2 separate regions of the Mus musculus genome follow, and region 1 is linked to region 2. Evidence: chromatin contacts called from public ChIA-PET data. All regions are on one chromosome and are shown on one strand. Each heading gives the region's core, a stretch centred on a gene start, on an enhancer-like site or on the middle of the called end of the contact. The rest is flanking DNA. Distances are from core to core; before and after follow the strand shown. Region 1 overlaps Ski (ski sarcoma viral oncogene homolog (avian)). Region 2 holds the start of Tnfrsf14 (tumor necrosis factor receptor superfamily, member 14 (herpesvirus entry mediator)).

What was found. ChIA-PET counts read pairs in DNA pulled down with a chosen protein or histone mark.
Region 1: an RNA polymerase II ChIA-PET map of memory CD8 T cells shows a contact between it and region 2, with 59 read pairs. The contact joins the enhancer-like site here to the promoter of Tnfrsf14 in region 2. A contact is called at or near these places in 2 of 484 Hi-C or Micro-C datasets (both in CD8 T cells), 4 of 115 datasets of contacts at active chromatin or transcription factors (bone marrow-derived dendritic cells, memory CD8 T cells, microglia and 1 more) and 1 of 9 other capture datasets (liver).

Annotation. Positions count from the first base shown.
Region 1 is chr4:155,216,004-155,221,265 of GRCm38.p6, reverse strand. The region is part of intron 1 of Ski (ski sarcoma viral oncogene homolog (avian)); the gene reads left to right. Among named protein-coding and RNA genes, the nearest start is that of Ski, 3.9 kb to the left of the region's middle. Within about 2 kb of position 3,330, at least 144 of the 459 cell types and tissues checked have an H3K27ac peak or open chromatin away from gene starts, as enhancers often do. A contact at or near this core is called in CD8 T cells, liver, memory CD8 T cells and 2 more, where this site is marked.
Region 2 is chr4:154,925,023-154,929,910 of GRCm38.p6, reverse strand. It overlaps Tnfrsf14 (tumor necrosis factor receptor superfamily, member 14 (herpesvirus entry mediator)), which reads left to right and starts at 1,834. Exons shown (of 8, transcript NM_178931.2): 1 at 1,834-1,933; 2 at 2,664-2,772; 3 at 3,187-3,312; 4 at 4,493-4,648. The coding sequence starts at 1,865.

The DNA.
Region 1 (5,262 bases), core at 2,081-4,580, 290 kb before region 2:
GTGGCAACTTCAAGCTCTGGGAGGTTAGAGTGCCTGGACCTAGGCTGTGACTTTCTGGCCCATATCACCATGGGACCTTGACAGAGTTGTCCATATGAGAATGAAGCTTGCCCCTTTCTCTCTTGTGGCTGGGATGCTTTCTTGCCTGTGGTCCTCAGCTGAGTATCCATGCATGTTTACTGCCTCTCCTGTTTTTCCTTTAAATACTGGGGCACAGACAGCTAAAGTGAAGCTAGCTAGCTGTCTTGGCAGAGACTTGGCACTTGCAGCCCCTGGTGTCTCCTGTTTGTGCACGTCGAAGGCCACTTTGGCGTGGTCAGCGGCCTGCCGGAGTTGCTGATGGTCTGCAGTTTCTTTGGTCTCACCCATTTCCTTATGTTGCTCTTGTGCTTGGTTGTGGAGGCCCGTCAGCCCAGGCTGTGTTGTATGTGAGTCAAAGAAAGCTTTGTGAGATCTGCTTGGGCATTTCCTGGGCCACTTGGTACCTAAATCATTCACTGGAGTCCACAGGAAGTTTCTTTGCATATGCATCCTAAGTATGTTTAACTTTTAAATATCCAGGCTTATTAAATTGCACACACAGAATGCTGCATTGGCTCAGCTATTCTTGGGAGACCTAATTAATTCAAGCTATTGCATCAAACTTTTTTTTTTTTTTTTTCTAAATCTGTGAATAGATGCTGCAGCCCGGTTTTCTCTGGGCGCCCCTCCAGCAGCGTGTCAGAGTTGTGGGGGGAGGGGCTCTGAAGAAGGATGGTCGCCTCATTCTCTGGGGGCTGTGGAGTGTACATATGCTGTGTGTTCTTTGGCACTTTCGCCACAGCCGGGGCAGTGCACTGGGTGGGAGATGTTGCAGGCAGGTCTTCTCAGATGGACCTGGCTGTAGGGTCCCACCAGCGGAGACCTGTCTGTCTGGGGTGGTTGCACCCTTGTGTGGCTACTGTAGAGATGTGGTACTGGAGAGGCTGTGCCTCTGGGACACTTTCACGCCTCTTATCTTGGGAGCAGGCAGAGAGTCTTGTCTGAGTTGGGTGTGTCTGTGTTTGTGTTTGTCTGGTCCTGAGTGTTTGTGGTCTTTCTGTCTAGGCTTAGAGGACCAGCATGGTCCCTTTGTCCCAGCCACTGCTGAGTAGAAGACTCCTGTCTTCTCTTACAAGTCCTGTGGTGCTGGGTATGAGATTCTTGGGCTCAGGGGATTTGGTTCAGATGCCCGTGCCAGTACTGTGGGGTTAGAAGGCAGGACGGTGTGCTGAGCCATGGTCATGTGCTTGGGTCATTTCCTCCATGGTTTGTGTCTAGCTGCTCTTCTCTGTTGGCCACCCTGGGAGTGCTCTGACACCTCATTTGTTGAGTGAAGAGAAGTTTCTCAGGTGCTCTGTATCTCCAGCTCCTCTCAGGCAAGTGGTGGCTTCAGCTTGGGCTCTAGAGTTTGACCAGCTTCCGATTGTTTACTGACAAGGCACTGGTAGACTCCTCTTTCATCTTTGTAAGGTGCTCCCAGCTCTGCCATCCGTGTTGCTGCTCCCTTGACTCTGTGGGTCTGAAGTTGGGGGTTCAGGCTGGACCCGTCCTCTTCAGGACAGCCATATGTTTATCTCTGTGAACCATAGGTAACACCCAGGAAGGGGAGGTCAGTCTGGGTGCAGACCCATGGCTGCCCAGACTTCTCTTGTCCTGAGGAGTGGCCTGAGTGCCCGCTCTTGTTCACTGAACGTTGTCAGGATCCCCTTACTTCCTGCATAGCTTATGTTAACATTTGTGATCTACTGAGGAGAGCACAGAGTATGCTGGGACTGCAGGCCATGCAGCTCTTGGCGGGCCCGTGGGCTGTCTTGAACTAGGGGTGAGCTGAGTGCTTCGTGGAGAGGGGTGGGTTCTTGAACTGGTGGTAGGAAGGTGCGGAGGGCAGTGGGTTTCCTGAGTCCTTGATGCTCTCATGACACTTGGCTGCTCTGCTCTGTGGCAGCCTGCCTGGGGCGGCTTCTCTTTGACTGAGGTAGGGTCTGTTGGGATCGGGTGGGGTTGGCCTGGTGGAGGTGGAATTGTGGTTCCTGTGGTCAGTTGAGTGTGTACAGGGGTGTGGGCTGCTGTCCCCCAGGCTTCGGCATGGGCTATGATAGGTGGTCTTCTGCAATACCCTCCTGATGTCACGGGGAAACAGGAAATGTCCACTTCTGCTGGCAAAGCTTTGAAGAAAATGCCGGCTACTTGGGTGCTCAGTGAGCCGGTCCAGTCCCGCTGTGGGATCAACATTCTCACTCTCTTCCTCACTCACCGGCTATGTGAGCTTGAGCAAGTTGCTTAACCCCCTCCTCTGTGCCTCGATTTTCTGAAGCAGGTTAGGACTAATGCTTTGTTGAGCCTGTCTTGATACTGTTTTTCGTTGGGTGGTGGGGCAGGGCACAGATGGAAGGGGGCGCCTCAGAACCTTCCCTTCCATCCAGTAGCTTCCTGGACAGTTCTCTCTTACTCTTGGCTTGCTTGGTAGCTGTTGGGCTTCCCACAGAGTCAGGGTATCTGCATAAAAAGGAAAATGGGCAGTGGCCCTTTGAGCTGCCTGCCACTCTGTGTACCTGTGGGACTTGGCTGATGTCCCACAGGAAGATTGGTAGTTACTAGCAGCTGTCTTTTCAGGCCAGCCACCGAAGTCTCCTTCCGGTCTCCTCCTGGCTAGAACAGGATCCTCCCTGTGGGTCTGAGAAGTGGGCTTTGGTGTGGAGTGACTTGGGTTGTTGTAGGTTACGGCATCTCTGTTCTGAAGCCTGGATTCTCGGGACTTTGTTCTGGCACCTGACACCACTTAATGTAGACTTGTCGGGGTTCCTCAGAGTGGGACAGCAGGACTGACGGCACGGTTCTTAGTTCCACACCTAGTCAGATGGTCAGCTTTTAGGGAGCACTGAGCCCTGGGTGTGTTTAGGACATGGCTGTGGCTGTAGGGTGCAGAGCTGGTGTGGTGTGCTAGGTTCAGGAGTCTTCTGAGTGGACTGTGATTTGCTCTTTTGGTTTTCTTGGGATAGGGCCTTGTCTCCCGAGAGGTGGGATCACAGTCGTGTATCACTGCCCAGTTGGGGTTTTTCCTTCCAGGAAGATTGCCTTAGGAGAGGACAGTGCCAGTAAGCTGGGACCCTGTCTCCTGGACACCTGCAGGTCTTGGTGGTTCTTCAAAAGGTCAACTGCACTTAGTTCACTGGGTTCTTTTTGAAGAGTGTTCAACTTTCTTAGAGTTGGTATTGATTTTTCCCCTTCAGATGCGTGGGCCAAGAATATGACCCGGAGGTCAGGCCCTGGTCCAGGAAAGAAGGGTGCTCTCTGGGTCTAGGATGGCTGCCAGGTGGTGGTTCCAGTCCAAGGCCAGTAGGTCTTCCGAGAGTGGGACAGCAGTTTGGGAGTGGTCTCTAGGACACCATAGCCAGCTGTGCGTGGAGGGGTTAATGAGTGTTGGTGGAAGCCCACCTCTGAGAGGGCCACGTTCTTACAGCATAGCCTTTCAGGCTGTTTGTCCATCAATCTTGATACCTTCTGGGGCTCCTCTGGGAGCCATTTGGGTCCCTCACCATCTGGAGGAAGCAGGGTCATTGAGTAGCCCTCACCTTTGTCCCCGGATGCCCACTGAAGGCCCCGTCATCAAGAAGCTTCCAAGAGTAAGGTCATTGACTCTCTGCCGTTTCTCAACCTCCCCTGCAGCTGGTTTGTGTAATGTCTGTCTGAAGTGTTTAAGGGCAGACAGGATGTAGAGGGTGAGGAAGTCTGGGCCAAGTGTGAACCCAGCCCTGCCCTAGAGCAGAGCCTCTCCATCCCCCCCCCCCACCCCCCCCAGGTCGGAGCCTCTGTCTTTGCAGCCCCAGAAAGGAGGCTGCGGTTGAGGGGTTTGCCTGCCCTGCTGTCTGGCAGGAGGCGAGGTGGCCATGGCTGGGGCTGGATTCTGCAACAGTGTCTCTTTCTAAGGATTGCGAAAGTTGAGGCAAGGTTTCTCCTTCAGAAGAATTATGCAAGTTTCAACTGAAATGTTTTTTAAAAGTTTCTTTGTTTTGAATCAAAGCTAAGTTACTTCTGTGAGATCTAGAAGAGCTGAGCAGTGAGGGGAGCCTCTCTTGCCTTCTCCCTGGCGCCAGGGAAGAGAAAGGAAGCGTGGAGCTGGGTGTCAGGTAGATGGCGGCTGAGAGGTGCTTTGCCCCTGGTGCTCTGTGTGGTCAGTAGCCACTGTAGCCACTGATGGATCCTGTCATGCTGACTTGTCTACACTACTCCATCAAGAGTGTCTCCCACCTTCTCCTGTGACCCCGTGGAGTTCTGGTCCCTTTTCTAGATCAAGGATTGTGCTCCGACGATCTTGCTGCCTTTTGAGGTACTTTGAGAGGTTATCCTGGGTCACCCTCTGGAAGCACCCCTGTCACCAGGGCCACCACGTAGTAAGCTCACAGATTGCTTACTACATGTACAGATTGCTCACAGAGCTGCTCTCTCTGTACATAAGGCCCTGTCCCCAAGCTTCTGTGCTACTGCCTAGAGATCCCTGGGTTCTAGACTCACAGCTGCCAGTATCCTCTTATTCCTGAAACAGGACCAAGATTTGGAAGTGGAATGATAGTAAAGTCAGGGCAGAAGCCTGTGGCCCTCAAGGGACATGTGCACCTGGTTACAGTACTTGGTACTGACCAAGTGTCCTGTGAGTAGATTTGGCTATGCTTGTCTACATTCTTTTGAGTCACTGACCTGTTTGTGTGGAAACAGATAAAGGGATCTTGGCAAGAGCCCAGAGTCACCCAAGATCTGTTGCGCTGTTTGGCGTCTCTGATTTTACTTTTTTGGCTTCTGATGCCTGAAAGAATGCCAGGACTTCAGTAACAGGGGATGAGGTGCCACACCATAGCCACCCAGGCTCTTGTGTGCACTGTGGGAGCTGTCTGTGGTGGCATGGTGTGTTTTGTTTCTGGCTTCTGGGAATGAGTGGGGGCTGATCACAGCTGGGTCTCTGGGCAGTGGGCGTGGAAGGCTGATTCACTGGAAGTGAGCAGTCACTGCGGGCAGGCCCCAGTGCCCAGATCTCCATGGTTGCAGAAGGGAAGGTTGGATTGTCCTTAGTACAGTTCTTTGCTTATCCATCTCGTCGAGGGCTCTGAAGAAGGCTGCTCTTGCGCATATGTCGTGGGGGATACCTGGACCCCGTTTCCAGTTGGAGTGCTTGGAAAGCCCTAGAATGTTTCCCTTGGCTGGAGCTGTGAGCATTGATGTTCTTCCCAGCCCTCTCTCTGCTGGCTG
Region 2 (4,888 bases), core at 585-3,084:
CATGTCAACTTGACACAAGCTAGACTCATCTGAAAGGAGGGACTTACAGCCCGTAAGATCAGGCTGTAAGGCATTTTCTAATTAGTGACTGATGGGGAGGGTTCAGCTCATTGTGAGTGGTGCCATCCCTGGGCTTGTGGTCCTGAATTTTATAAGAAAGCAGGCTGAATAAGTCATGGATAACAAGCCAGTAAGGAGCATCCCTCCATAGCCTCTGCATCAGTTTCTGTCTCTAGGCATCAGCCCTTTTTGAGTTCCTTTCCTGACTTCCTCTGGTAACTTACAATGTGGAAGTGTAACCCAACCAACCCTCGCTTCCTCATGTTGCTTTTGGTTATGGTGTTTCATCACTACAATAGTAACCAAAACTCAGAGTCAAAACCCAGAGAGAGCTGTCGTTGGGTCAGGGCCAGGTGTCCTCTAGCCTGGCTCACAGGGTTCATTGGAACAGGGTGTGTTGTTCTGGGTGTGGGCAGGTCCCAGCTATGAGGGAAATCAGTCCAGGGCCAGCCAAACCTATGAGGGTGGTGACCGATTCAGCTGGAGCAATAATTTGTGGTTAGTTTTAACGGTCAGTCGAGGGGTTGAGAGACGCACAGTAGCCCTGGTCAAAGAATCTTGGAGGAGCTTCATGTTCTGTGCGCCTTTGGGGTTCCTTATTTCTCTTTGGAGCCTCGTGACCAAGCCAGCTCAGCCAGTCAACAGGGTCTCAAGGGAGGGAGTGAGTATTGAAAAAGAAAACAGACAACACTATAACCTGACTCCAGCCCGTACCGCGGCTGAAGCAGCTGTTTCTCTCCCGCCTGCTTTTATATCATTCTAGGTTTATGCAACAAAACAAAACAAAAACAAACAAACAAAACCCATGGTCAGTTCTTAGATCAAAGACAAAGCAACCAAGTAAACAAGTAGTAAACAAGGAGACCACACAAGAGAGTGACCAAGGATGTGACAAGTAGTAAGCGCAAGGATGACACAAGGCTAACGTTAAGTGGTCAGCAAAGCAGTAAACAAAGCCCCGTGGTCATTGTTTCTGACATGCCGACTTCTTTGTCTGAGCCCAGTGACAGATGCCAGATTCCTAGAAGCACCAAAAGCTCTCAACAGCCTAGGTCTGTAGTAGGCCCCCACCCCATGACCTCAGCCAGTCTGTGGGCTGAGGAAGCCCAGCATACTACCCTGTAGTCCTACTCAAAGCCCCCATCCTCATCTGCAAAAGGAAAATTAGTCTGCTCCGCCTAGTCCCGCTCAGGGGCCAGTTAGAGAAGCCCATAGCCTGCTCAAAGATGATAAGAAACCCTGCTTCACCCTTAGAAGATAAAGAAGGCTGGCTCCTGTTCCTAGCGCCGAATGTGCTCAGAAGCGTATAGGCTGAAGAAGCGGGCAGTGATAAATTGGTAATGGGGATAACCCTGACGTGGTGTCTGGGAAGTGACTGGAAGCTTAAAGGGGGAGGGTCCGGTGAGAGGGGTGAGTTGGGAGGTAGGTCAAAAGATCAAGTTCCCAGTTCCCTGAGGCTGAGAGGTTCCTATTTCAGTTTGTCTGTCAGAAAATTCAAGGTAAGCACCGAGGTGTTTGTAGTGACCTGGGAGACAGACATACTTCCAGAGGGTATATATACAGGCTGGGAAAACTTGCTAGTGTCCCTGTATGGAGTCTGAAGCTGAGGCTCTGTTTGGACTTTAGGGCCCTCCCAGCACCACGCCCCGTGTGTACTTAATGTGCTCCATCTGCCTCTAACAGACTTCAGTCAGAGAGACTATTTTTTCTTTCATTTTCACTTTTCCTTGCCAAGGCTCATGAGAGTGTGTGAGGAGGTTCAGAGCCCATGGGGCTCTTGGCCTGAAGTTTCTTGATCAAGAAAATGGAACCTCTCCCAGGATGGGGGTCGGCACCCTGGAGCCAGGCCCCTACAGACAACACCTTCAGGCTGGTGAGTTCCCGAGCCCTTTACAGCCTCCAAGCTCCTTCCGGCCCAACTCCAGCCACAGCCCACCCCAGACATTTCCTGTCCCTTAGCTCTGTCTGGGCAGCTAGCTCACGGGGCTTTATGCTGCTTGGATCTGCAAATCTCTGGAGATAATTGATAACAACCTCAGGTTGGGAGGCTACAGGAAGGCAGGCCTCTGCCCCTCCACTCCCGGGCCTCCACTCACAGACACCTACTATGGCTCTCTTTAAAGGGCAGGAGGTGGTGCTATGAGCATAGTAGCCCTTGGCAGAACCCTGGCTGTCTCTGGACAGGCCCTGTAGCAAGAGGCCAACCATAGGTATCTCTGTCCCTGAGGATAAGCACCCTCACAGAGTGGAGACAGAGATCAGGGCAGGCTAGCAGGAGCCAGACAGAGTGTCTATCCTGTTTGCTCAAGTAGGATATACTAACCATCAGTCAGCTGTCCCTAGGATTCTGAAGAGCCTGTTCCCAGCCCCAGCTGACCCTGCTGCCTCTCAGGTCTTACACTGTCAGGCAATGAAGGCAGAAGGTAGGTTAAGCAGGCCTGGGCCCGAGCCCCTCCTACAGAGACACTGAAGTTGTGCTGTTTCCTCACTTCAAGAAGCAGAGCATGCACTGAGGGCCTGGACCAGCCTGGTGGGGGGGTTGGGGAGGGAGAGCCATAGCGATGGAGGTAGTCCTCTCCTCCAGCACTCATCTCCTCTCCCAGGTGCCTTGTGTCTTCCTTTTGAACTTGCTGCAGCGCATCTCTGCCCAGCCCTCATGCAGACAGGAGGAGTTCCTTGTGGGAGACGAGTGCTGCCCCATGTGCAACCCAGGTGGGAGTTCCCAGGAGGAAGTGCTGTGCCAGGGAGGAACTCCTGTCCTGAGCCTCTGGGCCTCTGGGTCCTCAGTCCAACGGCTGTACAGTGTTCAGTTCAGGGATAGTCCTCGGTGTCTGGAACCTTTGAAGTTCACTGCCTGGGGTGGGCCCGGGGGGTAGGGCAGGCTTTATAACCAGAGACTGAGACTGAAAGTGGGCTGGGGTCAGAGCCAGTTCTAAGGGATTTAGGAAGCCCCATCTCTGTGTTTCTGAATTGTTCATAGAGGGCAGACAGAAGGCCAACAAGTCCTGTGGGGCTTTAGTTGTGGTTGGTGCCATACTTGCTAGACCCATGTGAGGGTACAGGGAAGGGAAGGTTTCTGTGGATTAACCCCCAACCCTGCTGAGGAACTGTGGGTCCTGGCTGCAGGTTACCATGTGAAGCAGGTCTGCAGTGAGCATACAGGCACAGTGTGTGCCCCCTGTCCCCCACAGACATATACCGCCCATGCAAATGGCCTGAGCAAGTGTCTGCCCTGCGGAGTCTGTGATCCAGGTAGGAGCACCTGAGGAGGTGGAGGTGGGGTCTGCTGGAGCACTTAGGCTCAGGCATTGGTTCTAGAAGAGGGCAACTCATGGAGGGAACCGCAGCCTGACCTTCCTGCTATTGTGGGCAGGTTCTCAGGGTGTGTCTCCCCTCCCCCCCCCCATCCCCATCACTGAGATTCTATTGCCTGCTTCTTTTTCTCCCTGTCTATCTGGTTCATGTGGGTAATGAGAGGTTCTTTCCTGCTTCAGTTTCCCTGCCCGTGAAGGAACTCTTACATGCGTTGGGACATCACTGGGGATCAATGTGGCCATTATATATATATATTTTTCCCTTCATATGAAGGAACCCAGGAAAAGCTCACTCGTAGACTGATGGCTGCCTGGGCCTGGGCAGATTTGGATGGGGACACAGGTCCTGGAATATTCGAAGCTGTAAGGTAGCCAGCGCTTCTGTTCCCACCATAGCCCCACGCTCTCCATACACTAGCCTTGGGTGACTCTGGATTTATTACAGTGCCCGCAATAAATCGGGCGGCCTCACACTCCCCACAAGGATAACCCCGTACTTACTCATAGTGTGTGAGGAGGGTTGTCCTCACCCCTTACTGAGGGTGACCCCGTGTCTATCACAGTGTGCAAATGGAGATGACCTCACCCTTATAGAAGGGGAACCTCTATACTCACACAGAGTGCCCTCATGGGGTCAGAGTGACTCTGTACCTATTCGCACAATTCCCATACACAGTCGGCTCAGACCTGGAGGCCGAAGACTGCTGATTCCCATGGACGGGATACTGAGATCCCAAGAGTCACCAGGGCACTCTGCTGGATGGCAGAGCCTACCAACTCCACACTTCCAGGGCTATGGGCACATAGATTGGAAGTCCTGCTTCCTGGAGTGGGAGAAAACAGAGGCAAGGACAATTCAGACTTGGTCAAAACCCAGGTCCTGGGCATCAAACCACTCTGTGACCCTATCAGCCCTCAACCAAGCCCCCTGCTCAGAGCCATTGTGCTATGCCTGGCTCCCCCTATAGGACAAACCTGGTACCACATGTGCAGGTGGTAGGTAGCCTCTGGCAAGTGAAGCTGTGCAGAATCCGACCCGGGTACACTGGGACGACTGGAGGAAGGGTGCTCCCCCAAATCCCGTGCTGGTGCTCCCATGGCCTTGTCTCTGATGGCAGACATGGGCCTGCTGACCTGGCAGGAGTGCTCCAGCTGGAAGGACACTGTGTGCAGATGCATCCCAGGCTACTTCTGTGAGAACCAGGATGGGAGCCACTGTTCCACATGCTTGCAGCACACCACCTGCCCTCCAGGGCAGAGGGTAGAGAAGAGAGGTGAGCTGTCTAACTGAAGGTTCTTTTCGGAGGCCACCCTTGTTCCAGTAAGCCCGCTGCCTAGGGTCTAGAAAACCTCCAGCTTCAGGATTTCAGAAAGGAGCAGAGGAGAAATCTTGGCCAACCCTAGGGCACCCACCCCAGACCAGTCCTGGCAGCAAGAGAGGAAAGAGTGCTATAGGTTGGCATGACAGGAGGGGAGAGGGGAGCACAGGGGGGCAGGGAAAAGCTGAACTCAAA